Linked DNA regions of Mus musculus: regions 2, 3, 4 and 5 are each linked to region 1. The links are chromatin contacts, called in public Hi-C and promoter capture Hi-C maps. All regions are on one chromosome and are shown on one strand. Each heading gives the region's core, a stretch centred on a gene start, on an enhancer-like site or on the middle of the called end of the contact. The rest is flanking DNA. Distances are from core to core; before and after follow the strand shown. Region 1 holds the start of Ndufb4 (NADH:ubiquinone oxidoreductase subunit B4). Region 2 has its middle 56 kb from the start of Stxbp5l. Region 3 overlaps Fstl1 (follistatin-like 1). Region 4 has its middle 77 kb from the start of Stxbp5l. Region 5 has its middle 36 kb from the start of Gtf2e1.

Region 1 (2,953 bases), core at 183-2,682:
CTTGAAACAGAGGTTTGTGGTGTACCCCAGGCCGGCCTTGAGCTCAGAGCTCCTGCCTCAGCCTCCCAAGGGTTTGCGGGAATGCACTGTTATTCTGCTTGTTACTTTCCTATCTGAAAGGATGTCTTTTACTTTCAGCACCTGAGGAGTGCTGAGGATTTAAGAGAGGTGTTTTTGTTTTGTTTTGTTTGCATTTTCACTAAGGTATTTACTCAGGAGTTTCATTCTTTATTATTTTCTGATCTACTACAGCCAGGTAAAACTTGCTCTGTAACCCCACTCTCCTTTTAAACAGTATTTTATGTCTTCAAAAGATAAGCTTATACTTAGGTGGTGAAGAACCAGTCTGCCTCCATCTTAGGTTTAAAAGCCATCTGATAGTAAAGACAAACTAAGTTAAACAAATTAACTTGATGAATTAAAGCTGTTAATTAATCAAAGATTGGGCTATGCCCCACCTGTAACCTTAACTACAAATGGTTCTGTACTGCCTGTTCCAGGAATAGCACTCACATTTTTGTTTCAAAAAGTTAATGTTTATCTTGCAAAAGGTTTGTATGGGTACCTTGTATGACTACCTGCTGTTATGACTGCCTTTGTGTCTTTGTTTCAGGAGACTAACTTATTATGCCTATATTCTGCTCCTGTAACTCCTATTTTGCCACAAATCCCCCATTTAGAACTCCTCTACCTCTGAGCTATAAAAGCCTTCCTCACATCCAATGAACCTTGCCTTAGGAGGAGGCAGGGGGAGGCAGCTCGTGTACAGGAATAAAAACCTGACTTTAATTAATCTGGACGAGATGATCTGAGTCGGTGGTCTTTCTCCTCCCATCTTTGGGGTTAACAGTGGATTGGTCCTAAAGTGGTAACCTTTAGAAAGCTTATTCTCTTTTTTGTTTGGGGTGGGGCGTAGCTAGGGAAATGTTTGAAAAGCAATTTCATTGTTTTCAATGTCTCATTTAATTCCAACAACCTTGCTAGGAGTGCAGAGTCAAGGTCATTTCTCCAGGGTAAGAAAAAGGAAATTTGGGAGACACTAATGACCTTGACTAATGACAAGGTCACCCAGGTTGGAAGAACCCACCCTGGACTGTAGGACTTCAGGAGTCACAGACAACCCAGTTTCCCAGTCTCCTCTAGTCTACTCAACTTCAGGAAATCAGTTCTGCAAACAAGTAGTAGCACAGAGAGAAAAGGAGTTTACCACCAGACAAGAGGAGGCAAAACGAGAAGCAGTGCGCACGCGCAGAATACGCGGGACGAGGGCGTGAAGGAGGATTGGCAAAGGCTCCACCCAGCCTCGAACCCCACCCCTCTCCCGCCCCTTCCTGCCAGAGCGCCTTGTGCGCGCGCAGGCGCACTTCCTGAGCCTGAAGGTCAGACTCGAGAGGGCAGCCCTCATATCCGCGCAGGCGCAGATGTGCGCCGGGAGTCAAGATGTCGGGTTCCAAGTATAAGCCTGCGCCCCTGGCCACTCTCCCCAGTACCCTCGACCCTGCCGAGTATGACGTGTCTCCGGAGACCAGAAGGGCGCAGGTCGAGCGCTTGAGCATAAGGGCCCGGCTTAAACGGGAGTATCTGCTTCAGTACAACGACCCCAAACGCGTGTCGCACATCGTGAGTGGGGCCGGGCGGGACTGTGGGCCGGGGCAGCCGCATCTCGCGTGGGCACACGCGGGGCCGCCCAGCTCCCTCCGTGTGCTGGACACCGGCCCCGAGCCGCACAGCCCTTGGCCCTTCAACTTCGGCCTTCGGCTCAGTGGTCAAAGGGATCGGACGGCTTCCCCCTTGGTTTAGAGAAACTTGTTCCACTCTGCATAGTCTCGGCTTTCTTGTCTGAAACATGGCCATAATATGGTCCTTCATATCTTTTGAGGCAGATTAACACATGACTGACTAATCTAGCACAGTATCTTCCTCGAAAAGGGCGTGCTCAAGCCCGGTTCTCCCAAGTGTACTGCATAAAAAGCTGTTTTGTGCCATTCAGCTCCTAACTCTCAAGGACACTTCTTTCTTTCTCTTGAGAATAGGGGTTGTTCAAATGAAGTGTGTTATAGAAGCTGAGGCTTTGATGCATTCGGCTTTGGAAGCAGACCTCATGGCCCCATATAATAACCAACTATGATCCCTGGGCAATTTACGTAATCCCTCTCAAACCATAGCTTTTTTGTGTTCTCGTGGAAAATGGTGTGCATCCGTCAGATTTGTGAAATCAAACAAGAAAGTACGTAGCATTACTATGTATGTAACATACATCACTAAAAAAATATTTTGGCAAGTGTGCTTTTAGACAGTTTCTTCTGTAAAAGCTGTCTAAATATCTCAAATGGGATTTTTTTTTAAATAAAGATTTTCCAACAATTGCATACATATTCTCTATCATTTTTGAAAGTTAGAACAACCAAGGGAAAGTTACACAAAGTGGTCAGGTTCAATGCTAGTCTCCAGGTGGCTCAGAATGCCAGGTCCTCCAGCCACAGCCTCACATACTGGGGTTACTGCCACTTGAAACCCATGCCTGGTCTGAAAGACATTTAAAAAAATTAAATGTCGCAGTCATTCACAGAGGTTACTGTGTTAGTCTCTTGGCTTTCTAGATGAGACTGTATGGACAGTGACACCCAGAAACAGGTCACACACCCTAGTCTGTGTGACTTATATTACCTTCTGCACAGATAGAGTATCCTCAAGCAGACCTTTGTTTACATGGTGAAAGAGATACACCTGTTCTATACTATAAGCTAGATAGCATGGGATTGTTACTATTTTTTTTTTTTTTTCAGACAGGGTCTGAATATACAGCAGCCCTGGCTGTCCTGGAAATCAGTATGTAGAACAGGCTGGCCTTGAACTCACAGAGATCAACCTGCCTCCGCTTTGTGAGTGCTCACATTAAAGGCATGAACCACAACACGGGGCCTGTTTGTTTGTTTAACTTTTTAAAAGTAAC
Region 2 (2,894 bases), core at 337-2,836, 210 kb after region 1:
CCTTGACTCACTCACAGGACTGTATTCTATCTCCTCTCTCTTGGGATCTTCAACACATGGCTCCTTACTGATTTACTGACCTTTCTGAGTATTATAAATGGAACACACACCTGAAGTTAAAGATAATGCCCTACTGTTGAAGACATCACATACTTAAGTCATAGAACACAGAGGAATCTTGGTGTTTACCTGTAAGGTTCATGCCTACTGGCTCCCTTTCATAGGGCTAGAAAGTTCTATGCACACTACTGGAAGAGAAAATTATATCAGTCTTATCCAGATCCAGCTGTGAACCTTTTGAACCAGTAATGATCAGCCTGGCAAGACATGCCCACTGGGGCAAGAGTGGCATAAATGGTACAGGAATAGCCGACTGCTTTCTGACTTGAATTAAGGCCTGTTCCACAATTCCATAGCTGGCATTGTTATCAGGGTCAAGAACGGGTACCTGGAAAGGTCATAGGCCCTAGGGGAGATTCTGCTACTATTACTTTGCTAAATGGGCACAGTATTCAACAGACTTCTGGGGACTTATCATCATACCCATAATATAATATAATTAGCACATCTTTCAGTCTGTGTCAGAAAATCTTTTGGAGTAGGTAGTGACTCACACAGAGACCAAGAAATTAAAGTGCAGAGAATAGAAGATTAGAATTATAAGTCCAAAATGGGACATCTATGTTCTTCTTCCTCCTAAGGTTTAGGAATCATTGCAGAAGAAGAGGCAGAGAGATTATAAGAGCCAGAGGCTGTGGATGACTTTAAGGAAACAGTTTCTTCTGGACATTGCAGGGCTGTTGTGCATATGAACTCACAGCAGTTGTGACAGCACACGCAAGGTTGTCACAAGTTCAAGCCAAAAAGAACCCCATCATGAAGGGGTGAGGTAGACAGGAAGTCTCGCCCCCAGTGGAGGTGTTATTGACAACTGAAAGTGTCTGGCTAATGGAGCGTTTTCTTTGCATATGTGCCTCTTGGTAGATCAATACTCTCCAATAGAAAGCCATACGACCAAGAGTATGTAGACAGAACGAATGTAGTTGATGGGTTAAAAAAAATAAAGAATATACGGTTGAGTGGGTAAGGAAGAAGGGATGGATCTAAGAGGAGTTGGGGAGAACATAAATCTGATCAAAACACAGTGTGCAAATTCTCAAAGTTACTTAAAAAAAGAAGAAGAAAAAAAAAAAAAAGCCAGAAAGGGCCTTAGAGGTCATCCGGCAGCTGTGTCTGCCAACAGACGGAGTGATTCATGATTTTCCTCAAGTTTGGCATCTGCCTGGGAATTTACATGATGTCACTTCAGTGCTGACAAATGAGCAGCTTGGCTAGAGCCAACACTTGTGTGGGCTGCTTCATCCACAGGCGTTAGCTGGTTAATTTGAGGAGAAATCGGCTCTGCCTGAGTCAGTAGACTGCGACACTGGCACGCTTACCTGCTCTGAGCCTCATCTCTCCTTCACTGCCTCTAAGACCTCTGAGTCACGAGATTCCTCCGTTCTCCATTCTGCTGCTGACCCGAGGGCAGGCCGATCAGCTCAGTCTTTTCGAGCCTGTCCAGTCACCATACCCACAGTCTCCTCCAATCAGGGAAAAGGCAGAACTGAAACCAAGTCTTGTGTTTCAGCGGTGCGCGGTGTATGTCTATCTCCTCTTAACCTGAAAGCCTTCTCTCTCTGTGCTCACATGTTCTCAGCTCCCTTCTTCCTCTCCCAAAACAGCTCACGGAGAGATGGGGCTGGAGAGCAGGCCAGACATAAAGAAGGAACTACAAAGACCCAGCTCTAAGGAAGAAGCTTAAATTTGGTGAAGGCTACATCTTAAAGCCAAAGGGACCCTGCTTTTGTTATGGTTTCATGGCTGTGAAGAGACTCCATGACCAAGGCAACTCTTATAAAGGCAAAATTTAGTTTTAGTTTGGAGCTGATTTATAGTTTCAGAGGTTTAGTCCATTATCATCATAGTGGGAAGCACAGCAGAGTGCAGGCAGACCTGGTGCTGGAGGAGACTTCTACATCTTGATCCATAGGCAGCAGGAGGAGGCTCTCATTCCACATTAGGTGGAACCTGAGCATAGGAGACTTCACAACCCACCCCCACAGTGACACACTTCCTCCAACAAGGCCACACCTTCTCCAATAAGTCCACACCTCCTAAATGTGCCACTCTCTGTGACCATGCATTCAAAACACATGGCTCTATGTGGACCATTCCTATTCAATGACCCCTTAGTTGTAGAAATGATGATCTAGTGGGACAGAATGCATAACTTTCCCTTAGACTCACTTGACTGAAACTTGTTTCTTAACCTGAGGCCATGAGCCAGAGAGGAAGGAACACCTCTCAATGTTCATCAGGGAGATGAACATTGAGAGAAATCAGGGACACTCCACAACAGAGATAAGCCAGAACAGGAAGAGATATATCTCTCAATGAAGGTCAATAGAACTGTTAAGTAGTCCTGAGTCTAATCTAGAGAAGTCTGGGAGTTATAGTTAAATTCTGCATTGAGGCTAGAAACGAAACAAGCCCTGAGCCAGTGGTTTTCAACACAGCCTTCACACTGGAATCATCTGGGAGCTTGAAAAAGAAAATCTCCTTAGGCCCTATTCTTAGAAATTCTGGTTTAATTGGTCTGGGATATATTGGTTTCATTGAAGTCAGCCTGGGAAAATCTAATCTAATAGTCAAGACTGAGAGCTACTTTGAAATGAAATGATAATATGTAACAGGGAACCTTTCCAGCACACAAGTTTATTTTCCAGTTCTCTGAAGAGAGATGGCATAAAAGTACCTTGGGATCATTTTAGGGCTTTTCTTCAGATAGAAGTTACTTCAGAATTGGAAGGGGCTTTCTTTCAGATAGGCAAGCAGGTATAGGAGCCCCCCCT
Region 3 (2,821 bases), core at 207-2,706, 130 kb before region 1:
AGGCTTAGACATCATGACAGTCTACAGAAGCCACAAGGTACAACAAGGCAGTTCATCAGAGAAAATCCCAACACACATGTGTCCCTCTCATTCGTTTCCGTAGGAATCTGTGGTTGAGAAAAGTCTTACTACAAGATACTGGCAGACGGCTTTGTTCCTGAGGGGTGAAATTTAAGCCAGTGTGCATGCGTGTAGATGTGCAGATGTGTGTACATACATGTGTCCAGTTCTAACCTGTACAAGAACTTCTATTAGGAAGGACACAGACATTGCATGGCTAGCTCCTATTCATGACCAGAAGTCAGGGCAATTTACCTGGCTATCTACTAGGGCTTGGAGTCAGGACATGGCACCAAGCACACCAGTGGGCTGAAGCCTCCAGGCTAGCCTTGGCTTGCTTACAAAGGTCACTGGATCTCAGTGTTGATGACAAAGACAAAGACCAGTGCCTGATGCAGCCGACTGCCAGATCAGGGACAGGGGATGGAGGCAGGACGTTCATCAACACCTGTTCAGGAGCTCCTAGATCCTGGTCATGGGCCAGGCAACACGGTGAGAGATGAGAATGATTCCAAACACCATTTCCACACAGCTATTTTTGTAAGCCCTTTGCAATGCTACAGCTGAAGGAAAAGTCGGAAGAAAGTCGGTTTTCTCATGAAAATCATAGAGTTTGGATTGATCTTCATTTTGTCATTGCTGTTGTTGTTTGTAGATCCCTCCCTAAATCCCAGGGGGATCTGGGATATTCCAGCCCCCCCCCATCCCCACCCCAGTGCTGATGCACAGTTGCCAAATGACTCATATCTGTGGGGTAATCAGGACTTGGGATTGCAGAGCACAAAGGCACTTGAGGCACCGCACTTCGGAGTTCGATGATGCACTCAGTACCTAAGAGGGGGACCCAGGGGCCTCTTGCCTTTCTCCACACTGTTTTCTTGGTCCTTGGCCAGCCTCTCTTTCCCATGGCTCCCCACGGGTAGGAAACTGACGTAAGAGCTTAATCAAATATCCTACTTCTAAGTAAGAATATTTTGATGATCCAAATTGCGTGGACTTACAGGGATAGAGTTTACATTGCGGGTCTCTCCCACTCTTTTGAGGGGGATGAGGGGTTAGATGTTTGTCTCAGTCCACACTTGGGGTACCACTGGGCTATTCATCCCAACCTTGTCTGGCCCAAGATGAAGGGAGCTTGCTTGATGCTAGGACAGTAATCTCAGCCACGTGGCCAGCTGTAACTTCTCAGTTCAGAACCTCACAAAGCAGCCGAATCCTGGGCAGGCTCATAATTCACTCACTTGCTTCTTACGTGTGTGGGTACATGCTAGCCCCCCAAGACAACTCAGGGCTGACTTTGAGAAAAGCAGGAAATGAGTAAGGAAGGAACCAGAGTGAGCAGTGCTGAGGGAGTCAGGGCTGCAGAGCCCTGCAGGCTGCTGTGAAGGCGCGGTGCCAAGCAGCCTCTGCTGTCTAGACTTTAGCTGGCCTCTCCCAGTGCAGGAGAGAAGGAGGGAGGAGGGGAGCCAGGCGAGAAAGCCTGTAGCTCTTTGTTCAGCTAATGCAAACACAGGACACAACTTCCGACAGGCTCCAGGCTGGGGGCTGGCTCTATCTAAGACATTTCGTCCCAGGAGCTGGACTCCTGCTATAGGCCGAGGGAAGTTCCGTTAATCCATCCATCATGGGGAGCTGAGGATGATCGTATTAGTCCCTGAGAACTCACAGTTCCCCACCCAAATTGAAGTGAGTAATATCCAAGAGATGCACACTGTAGGGGTGAAGGACTATGTTTAAAAAAAAAAAAAAGATTTTCCAGTTGTGTTATTTTAGCTTGTTCATTAAAAAGAACTAGCTCTTGAAGGGGGCCTCAGGATTCTGATGAAACCAGTTGATTAAAATGTACAGACACAGAAACGGCAGCCACAGTCCAATAGGCTTATGACTCGGGGGTAATGTTAGCTTTGGGAAGCTTTGCTAATCTAAGCTGGTGGGGAAAAGGGCCTTTTCTTCTGAGTGGCAGGGGGGCCCTGTGGCAGGGCACACGCCTTTATGAGTGCAGTGCAGGGTGGGATTGGCCCAACTGACCCCCTCAGGCAGGCATCTGTGCACTACACGGCCATATTTAGCAATCAGATTGGAGTTTAGAGCCATTTTGCAGTTCGGTCTTACATAGTATGGAACAGTTGTGAATACGTTTCAAGGACACAGAAACTGCCTTAAAACATCTCCCGAGTCTCTGGCCATTAGCTGGCAATATTCCCAAATAATAACTGCAGTTCCGCACATGTCAGAGAGGCAGCTGGGGCTGGATTCAAGTGGAGATCATGTGGCTGGAGCAGGCGAGGCTGCAGGATCAGGTCAGGTACTAGAGCCATTTAGCACTGATGTGCCTTGAATAGTTAGTGACTAGGACTGTACAGTGCTGGAGCCATACTACAGGCAACATTCATTGTTGGTGTGTTTTCAGAGTCTGGCTTCTGGAAATCAGACCCAAGGGCACAAACCACTGAGCTTTGACTTGGGGATATCAAACCCTGGGTTTTACATCCTGGCTCTACCATTGGTTAGGTAGCTGATACAGGGTAACTGAATGGTTTCTTCATGGGTAAAATGAGCCTTATAATAGTTACTTGTCACTTTTTGAGGATTAAATAGAAGCTCTCTTTTCTGCCTATGCTACACTGTAGGTCCCTTTCCAAGTTCAGCCGCAGGCTACTTCCTCTGACAGACTTTCCTGGACCTCTGCACAGGGTAGATTCTCAGCCATGATCCACTGTTTCTCACACTGGACAGTTCTGAGGCCATGACCTTCCCTGCC
Region 4 (2,838 bases), core at 43-2,542, 190 kb after region 1:
TGGGCTTTCTGGTTCCTTCAGTACTGAAACAAGGGAGCCAGGAGAGGTGTGGGACAGAAAAGTATAACAAGAATTAATGTGTGTGGACCCTCATTTCCTCTGGTTGTGGCCGAGAGGCAAAGAAACCTTGTGGTGGGGTACTTTGGAGGCTCCTCAAAAATCAGTCTGAGGGGTGTTCACTTGAACATTCTTCATCGGGTCACAATTTCTTCTGAACCCTCTGAGATCTCCTGCAATGCTCTAACATGCATCTCTGCTTTGTTGTTAGCAGGTCTCCAATTACCCACAGCTACAGCGCTCTGCTGCCTCAAACTACTCCAGGCAGCCTAAAGATTTTCTCCTATTTATCCTGGAGACATCCAGAACTTTCTGGTGTCTTTTGGATATTCTTCTTGCTACACTGGAGGTGCCATATTGGTAGAAAGTGGCCATGATGGAGGGAAGGAAAATACCATCTCAGTCGTGCAACTTACTCTACATTTAAAACAAAATAAAATCTCTAAAACCAGCCAACTCAGTGGCAGATCACTAGGTAGCACGCATGACATCCCTGGTTTAATTCTCAGCATAAACAAATCAAGGCAAAACCTCCCTCAGCATCCTTCACCTTATTTTTAGTGGTAGAGGGATAGATGATCAATTAATGTTCACAAACCAGCTATCTGTTCTGGGGATGTAGCACCTGACTTTGGGATGTGTGAGTAATTGGCATTTATTGCATCAGAAGCTTTGGCCAAACAAAGTCTCATTTTAACCCATGTCACAGACTAGTGAGTGTCTTCTGAGATGTCAGGTCTCATGCATGAAACACTGTGTGTGTGAGTGTGTGTGTGTTTGTGTGTGTGTGTGTGCATGTGTGTCTGTCTGTATATGATTTTTGATTAATGGGATTAATCAAATGACTAATGACCAGGTATTAGAAGATTTTGCAAAGGTTCAAATGTCTCAGCCTCATCTATCAACTAACATGCTATTGAAACCAGATCAAAGATAGTATGAACAGAAGTATTCTTTTTTCTTGCAGTTGTTCCAGATATTCAGGGTGGGGTAGTATAGTTTTATTGTACTTGGGTTCTACTTCTGTCCCTTGAGGCATCTTTTCTTTTCTTTTCTTTTTTCTTTTTGTATTGCAGCATGCGAAGCAGCAGAAGGTAGCTCCGCATTATTACTTATGTGTTGGTGGAGTGAGAAAGAACAATTTCTAATTTCTGCCAGTAAAATTCTTTCCTGTTACTGTCTACTGAGCCTGTGCTGGCAGTAATCATGGCCTCCCTCTCCCTTCCCCTCCCTGCCTTAATAGACATGTGCTGTGTTCATGCTGGATTGATGTAGAGAAAACACAGTAAAACTCTTTTCTGCAGAGGCATTAATTCCTTCCTGAGTTCAGAAATTAGGATTGAGTAGCCTACACATCTAATTGTCTTTTCCGCTGTAAACAGGAGCGAGCTTATAAAGACAGATGCAACCTTAAATGCTCTGTGGCATCTTTAACAGCCTGCATCTCTTTAGTCCTTTTTAATTATTTTCTTTCCACCCTTCTCTCTATTCATTGGCTCACTGTTCTCTGTACCTTTCTTTGTGTGTGGGTGATGCCATCCCAGATCAAAATAGAAGCTAAACATGTGTTAAATGAATGACTAGTTTTATAGTAGAATCTGCCTACGTAGGCTTCCATGGGCACTGTGACATTTTTAAGAGGTCTAGGTTGAGGGCTGTTTGATTAGAGAGCTGTCCAGGTATACAGGTCTGAGGCCAAGAGGCTGTGAAGCTGAAGGGAAAAGCAGAAGGTGGAGGTCCTTGTTCTATCTGATGCAGATCCTTGTAAGACTCAACACAAGCCAGCAGGCTCGGACCTGCAATGATCTCAAGTAGCTACTGTGGGCATGGACTTCACACAGTTGCTTCAAAAACAAAAACAAACCCAAGCCAACCAAACAAAAAAGCAGATATATAGATCATATTTCACCTTGCTCTCAGCTAAATGTATAAATGACCAGTTAACATAGCTCCTGGGAATTCCACTCACCAATGAAGCAGCTTCCATTCAGATTTATTCTATAGTAGTAAGAAATTGAGTAGAAGGTAGCCTGGGGTACCCTCACTCAGAGGCCTGGCCTCTCTGTCCTTGACTCCATACCCTTCCACCAGGGAAGGATGCTCTTTCCTTTGGAAACTCTCTGGTCCATCAGCACTTTAAGCTCTTCATCCCCTCCCTCTCCAGGGCTGTGGGCCAAACCCAAGTCCTTGAATGCTTGCAAGCTCTCTGTCACTGAACTATATCCCCAGTCTATATTCTTGTGGGTTTTTTGTTTGTTTGTTTGGTTTCTGAGACAAGGTATTTCTATGTGGCTCAGACTGCCCTTGAGTTTGTGTATTGTGCAGGCTAGCTTTGAACTCAGGATTCTTTTGCCTCAGCCTTTCAGGTGCTGGGTTATAGTAGGTTATACATCCCATGACTGGCTTCCCAGGTCTTCTCCTCCTCCTCCTCCTCCTCCCCCTCCCCCTCCTCCCCCTCCTCCTCCCCCTCCCCTTCCTCCCCTCCCCCTCCTCCTCCTCCCCCTCCACCTCCCCCTCCTCTTCCTCCTCCTCCTCCTCCTCCTTCTCCCCCTCCCCGCTCCCTTCCTCCTCCCCCCTTCTGCTGTTTGTTTTTTGAGACAGGGTTTCTCAGCATAGCCTTGGCTGTCTTAGAACCCAGTTTGTAGACCAGAGTGGCCTTGACCTCAGAGATCTGCCTACCTCTGCCCCACAAGTACTGGGATTAAAGGCAAATGCCACCACTGCCAGACTCCCAGCTCCTATTCTTAAAAATACAATATGCTGATTTTTTTTTGTTCTATA
Region 5 (3,227 bases), core at 203-2,702, 150 kb after region 1:
AAAATTTTAACCATTCACCCACACAGGAATTTTTTTAAAAAATCATAAATTAGATTTATTTTTAAATAGCATCCAGATCTCTTACCCCTTCCAACAGCCCTGTTATGGTCTGGCCTCCACATACCCGCTTCTTCTTACTGTTGGAAACTCTTAGCTTGAATAGACCATCTTTTTGCCTGCCGTGGGTCACTGTCAAGTTACAGTCTCTGTATAAGACACTTGGCCATTCTTGCCTGATACTTCTTTCTTAAGCACAATTAGCACCTCTGAGAAGCTGGTTCTCTGTTCTCCTGTGTATTCTATATTTTCCTGTCTTGTTTGTTTCTTGCAATTTAGAGTTTGAATTAAATGTCTTATTTATGCCCATCACCCCCTCCCCCCCCCAAAAAAAAGAGTATAAGCCACCAGAGGGCAGGCTGCTAGCATGTAGAATTAATTCTACTGCAGAGTAGACTCAGTAAGTGTTGAATGGAGAGATGGGCAGATGAGTTAGCAGTAGGAGAGTATGACCTTTTCTGCACCAAGGCTGATCATTTTGTTCCTGACTGAATTGCAAATTAGTTAATTATGTTCTTAATCAGATAATTATGCTCACTTGTGATTCATGATGCCTAGGGCTCTGTCTCCAAGACTATCAGTAGGGGGTGCTGGAATATAGCTTCTGGGGCACAGCTAGACATCTTGAAGCTTCGGTTCTGGGAGCCATTAGCTTTAATGTTTGTGGGAAGGGAAATTTATTGACTATTGGGGCAGCATTGTCTATATATGTTAGCCACTGGCTAAGTGTGGCTGCCGAATACTTGAGGTGTATCCGACCCAAATGAAAATGTGCTGTAACTGAGTGGTACATACTATACTCATGGTTGGAAGGCTCAGCATGGGAATTACTATGCACGATGATTTTATATTGGTTATATTTTTTAAAATACTATAAATGTGTTGGGTTAAAGAAAAATACTATTAAAATAATCTTAACTGTTTTCCCTCCTTTTAAAGTGGCTATTAGAACTTTGAAAACTCTACAAGAGGTCACATTTGTAGCTTGCTTTGTGGAGTTCTGTGGATAAACATTGTCAAGGGTATCTTTTTAAAATTTAGTTTCACAGGAAAGTCAGCTTCAGTTTTGTGTGTTGACTCGGTATTCTTGGAAACCATAATAGACTTTGCTTCTGATTTTCCCTTTTGGGTGAGACGAGGAGGTTGGGGTGGGGTTCTTGGTTTCTTTCCTGAGGGAAGCTGCTAGAACTGTTGATAAGAACCTAACAAGTTTAACTAGTTCACTGGCACAGTAGTAGGCAAGGGCCTGAGTTCTTGGAAGTAAAGGAAGCCACGCCAGGAGTAGAGAAGCCGAGAGGCAGGAACTAAGCCGAGGCAGCTGGAAGTCCCGTGTGCTGATGTGCTTGTGTTAGTCTAGTCCATACTGTAAGTTAAATTGTTTCTGGGCTTACCATGAACCTTCACCCCACTCCACAAGAGTCAAGGCCACCTGCTGGCTTACTGTAGTGCCTGGTTCCCTTCCCAGGCTTACGGCCCGGCACGGAGATAGTTGCCATCAGTGTGTATTAGCTGAACAAGTATATGGCCGTGTTTCCAGACCACAAATAAGCTATGAAAGGGGCATTTTTTTCTTCTGTCATCTTTCTTCTGTCTGTATAACTAATGTCTGTGGTACTAATTTGTGGTTTCTATCTACAGCTTTGGTTTTTTTTTTTTTTTTTTTTTTAGTTTTTTTAAAAATTCTTTCTTTCTCTCTCTCTCTCTCTCTCTCTCTCTCTCTCTCTCTCTCTCTCTCTCTCTCTCTTTCTTTCTTTCTTTCTTTCTTTCTTTTGGTTTTTTGAGACACGGTTTCTCTGTGTTACCCTGGCTGTCCTGGAACTCACTCTGTAGACCAGGCTGGCCTCAAACTCAGAAATCCACCTGCCTCTGCCTCCCGAGTGCTGGGATTAAAGGTGTGCGCCACCATGCCCGGCTCTTTTTTTTTTTTTTTTTTTAAAGAACATTTTTACAAAGGACATTTTCCCAGCAACTGTTTAAACTACCTAGCCAAAAGTCCCTCAAAGCAATGCATCTAAACTAAGCCTTGCCCATGAAGTTATTTCATGCATGTTAACATCATTCTTTAAGGAGAAAAATGTGTAAAGAACAAAGGGTGGGCTATTTCTTCCTTCACGTTTGTGCTTTATTTAGTGTTTGTACTTTTTTTTACGGCACTGGGGGATTGCCGCCTGGGCCTGATGCATGTTAAACCACTCTTCTATCGCTGACCTACATGCTCAGCCCTTCCTTTCAACCTCCTTAGTTTTATAAAACTCCACTAAGAATTTAAGTTTTCTTACAATGAAGTGGGCGGTTCATGTACTCGTCTTCATGGTGTCCAAGATGCAGATCCTTCTGTCTGTCTTGATACTTGCGTTGCCTTGTCCTGGCACATAGTTTCTGCAGATGCTCATGGCTGGTCCCCCCTTTCCATCGGTTACAAGGAAGGGAAGGAGAAAGAGCAGCGTGGCAGTCAGCTGAGTCACGGGGTCAGCGTAATTTTTTTTTTTAATGGTAAAATTCCCATGGCATTAGTTGTTCGAGAGTGAGCATTTCAGTGGCGTCTGATATATTGAGAGTAGTTGTAACCACCACTACTCGGGTTTGTTGTGCTGTTCCTGTCCAAAAGGAAGGCCAGGACTTAGCAGGCTTTTCTAGTTCTGCCTTCCCACCAACCCCTGCATCTTCTAGTGTATGGATTTACTTTCTCTAAACATTCCTCCTCCTCTTCTTCTTCTTCTTCTTTTTTTTTTTTTATTGAAGATAGATTTTCTTCATACCATTCGTACAATATATCCTGGTTATGGTTCCCCTTCCTCCAACTCCTCCAAGCCCTTTCCCACCTCCCCTGCCATCTTGATCCACACCCTTTCTTTCTCTCATTAGAAAACAAATAGGCATCTAAAGAATAATACTAAAATAAGATAAAACAGAAACAAGCTGGGTAGGACAAGGCAACAGAACAACTGGAGCCGAAGTAAAAGCACAAAAAACCCAGCTAAATGCAGGGCGCGCAGGTTCGTACGCGCTGGACGCCAGAAAAGCAAAACTGGGAGTCAGAATATATATGCAAAGGGCCTGTGAGGTTAAAAAGATAATAATACTTTTTTTTAAAGCCCTGAAAAGCATTATGAGACAAACAGCCTCCAAAGATGCCATTGAGTTCATTCTGGGTCAGCCACTACTGCTGG

Evidence for each region. Promoter capture Hi-C pulls out the DNA fragments that hold promoters and counts their contacts. A called contact is a pair of places that touch in the nucleus more often than the background predicts.
Region 2: a contact with region 1 is called in a Hi-C map of muscle stem cells, with 2.8 times the contacts expected there. The contact joins the enhancer-like site here to the promoter of Ndufb4 in region 1. A contact is called at or near these places in 7 of 39 promoter capture datasets (the 3T3-L1 cell line, embryonic stem cells, hippocampal neurons and 3 more), 3 of 484 Hi-C or Micro-C datasets (cerebellum, muscle stem cells and myocytes), 7 of 115 datasets of contacts at active chromatin or transcription factors (acute myeloid leukemia, embryonic stem cells, stem cell-derived neural progenitor cells and 1 more) and 1 of 9 other capture datasets (adipose tissue).
Region 3: a contact with region 1 is called in a Hi-C map of muscle stem cells, with 2.8 times the contacts expected there. The contact joins the enhancer-like site here to the promoter of Ndufb4 in region 1. A contact is called at or near these places in 3 of 39 promoter capture datasets (embryonic stem cells, frontonasal cranial neural crest and hippocampal neurons), 4 of 484 Hi-C or Micro-C datasets (cerebral cortex, embryonic stem cells and muscle stem cells), 2 of 115 datasets of contacts at active chromatin or transcription factors (bone marrow-derived macrophages and embryonic stem cells) and 2 of 9 other capture datasets (adipose tissue and liver).
Region 4: a promoter capture Hi-C map of hippocampal neurons shows a contact between it and region 1, with 2.3 times the contacts expected there. The contact joins the enhancer-like site here to the promoter of Ndufb4 in region 1. A contact is called at or near these places in 5 of 39 promoter capture datasets (the 3T3-L1 cell line, embryonic stem cells, hippocampal neurons and 1 more), 4 of 115 datasets of contacts at active chromatin or transcription factors (embryonic forebrain and embryonic stem cells) and 1 of 9 other capture datasets (adipose tissue).
Region 5: a contact with region 1 is called in a promoter capture Hi-C map of liver, with 1.7 times the contacts expected there. The contact joins the enhancer-like site here to the promoter of Ndufb4 in region 1. A contact is called at or near these places in 4 of 39 promoter capture datasets (the 3T3-L1 cell line, hippocampal neurons and liver), 4 of 115 datasets of contacts at active chromatin or transcription factors (embryonic stem cells and trophoblast stem cells) and 2 of 9 other capture datasets (adipose tissue and embryonic stem cells).

Annotation. Positions count from the first base shown.
Region 1 is chr16:37,652,847-37,655,799 of GRCm38.p6, reverse strand. It overlaps Ndufb4 (NADH:ubiquinone oxidoreductase subunit B4), which reads left to right and starts at 1,432. Exons shown (of 3, transcript NM_026610.1): 1 at 1,432-1,620. The coding sequence starts at 1,441.
Region 2 is chr16:37,439,418-37,442,311 of GRCm38.p6, reverse strand. No RefSeq gene overlaps it. Among named protein-coding and RNA genes, the nearest start is that of Stxbp5l, 56 kb to the right of the region's middle. Within about 2 kb of position 1,586, at least 66 of the 459 cell types and tissues checked have an H3K27ac peak or open chromatin away from gene starts, as enhancers often do. A contact at or near this core is called in adipose tissue, cerebellum, hippocampal neurons and 3 more, where this site is marked.
Region 3 is chr16:37,787,251-37,790,071 of GRCm38.p6, reverse strand. All of the region lies in intron 2 of Fstl1 (follistatin-like 1), which reads right to left. Among named protein-coding and RNA genes, the nearest start is that of Fstl1, 12 kb to the right of the region's middle. Within about 2 kb of position 1,456, at least 194 of the 459 cell types and tissues checked have an H3K27ac peak or open chromatin away from gene starts, as enhancers often do. A contact at or near this core is called in adipose tissue, cerebral cortex, embryonic stem cells and 2 more, where this site is marked.
Region 4 is chr16:37,460,220-37,463,057 of GRCm38.p6, reverse strand. No RefSeq gene overlaps it. Among named protein-coding and RNA genes, the nearest start is that of Stxbp5l, 77 kb to the right of the region's middle. Within about 2 kb of position 1,292, at least 7 of the 459 cell types and tissues checked have an H3K27ac peak or open chromatin away from gene starts, as enhancers often do. A contact at or near this core is called in hippocampal neurons, where this site is marked.
Region 5 is chr16:37,502,011-37,505,237 of GRCm38.p6, reverse strand. No RefSeq gene overlaps it. Among named protein-coding and RNA genes, the nearest start is that of Gtf2e1, 36 kb to the left of the region's middle. Within about 2 kb of position 1,452, at least 2 of the 459 cell types and tissues checked have an H3K27ac peak or open chromatin away from gene starts, as enhancers often do. A contact at or near this core is called in liver, where this site is marked.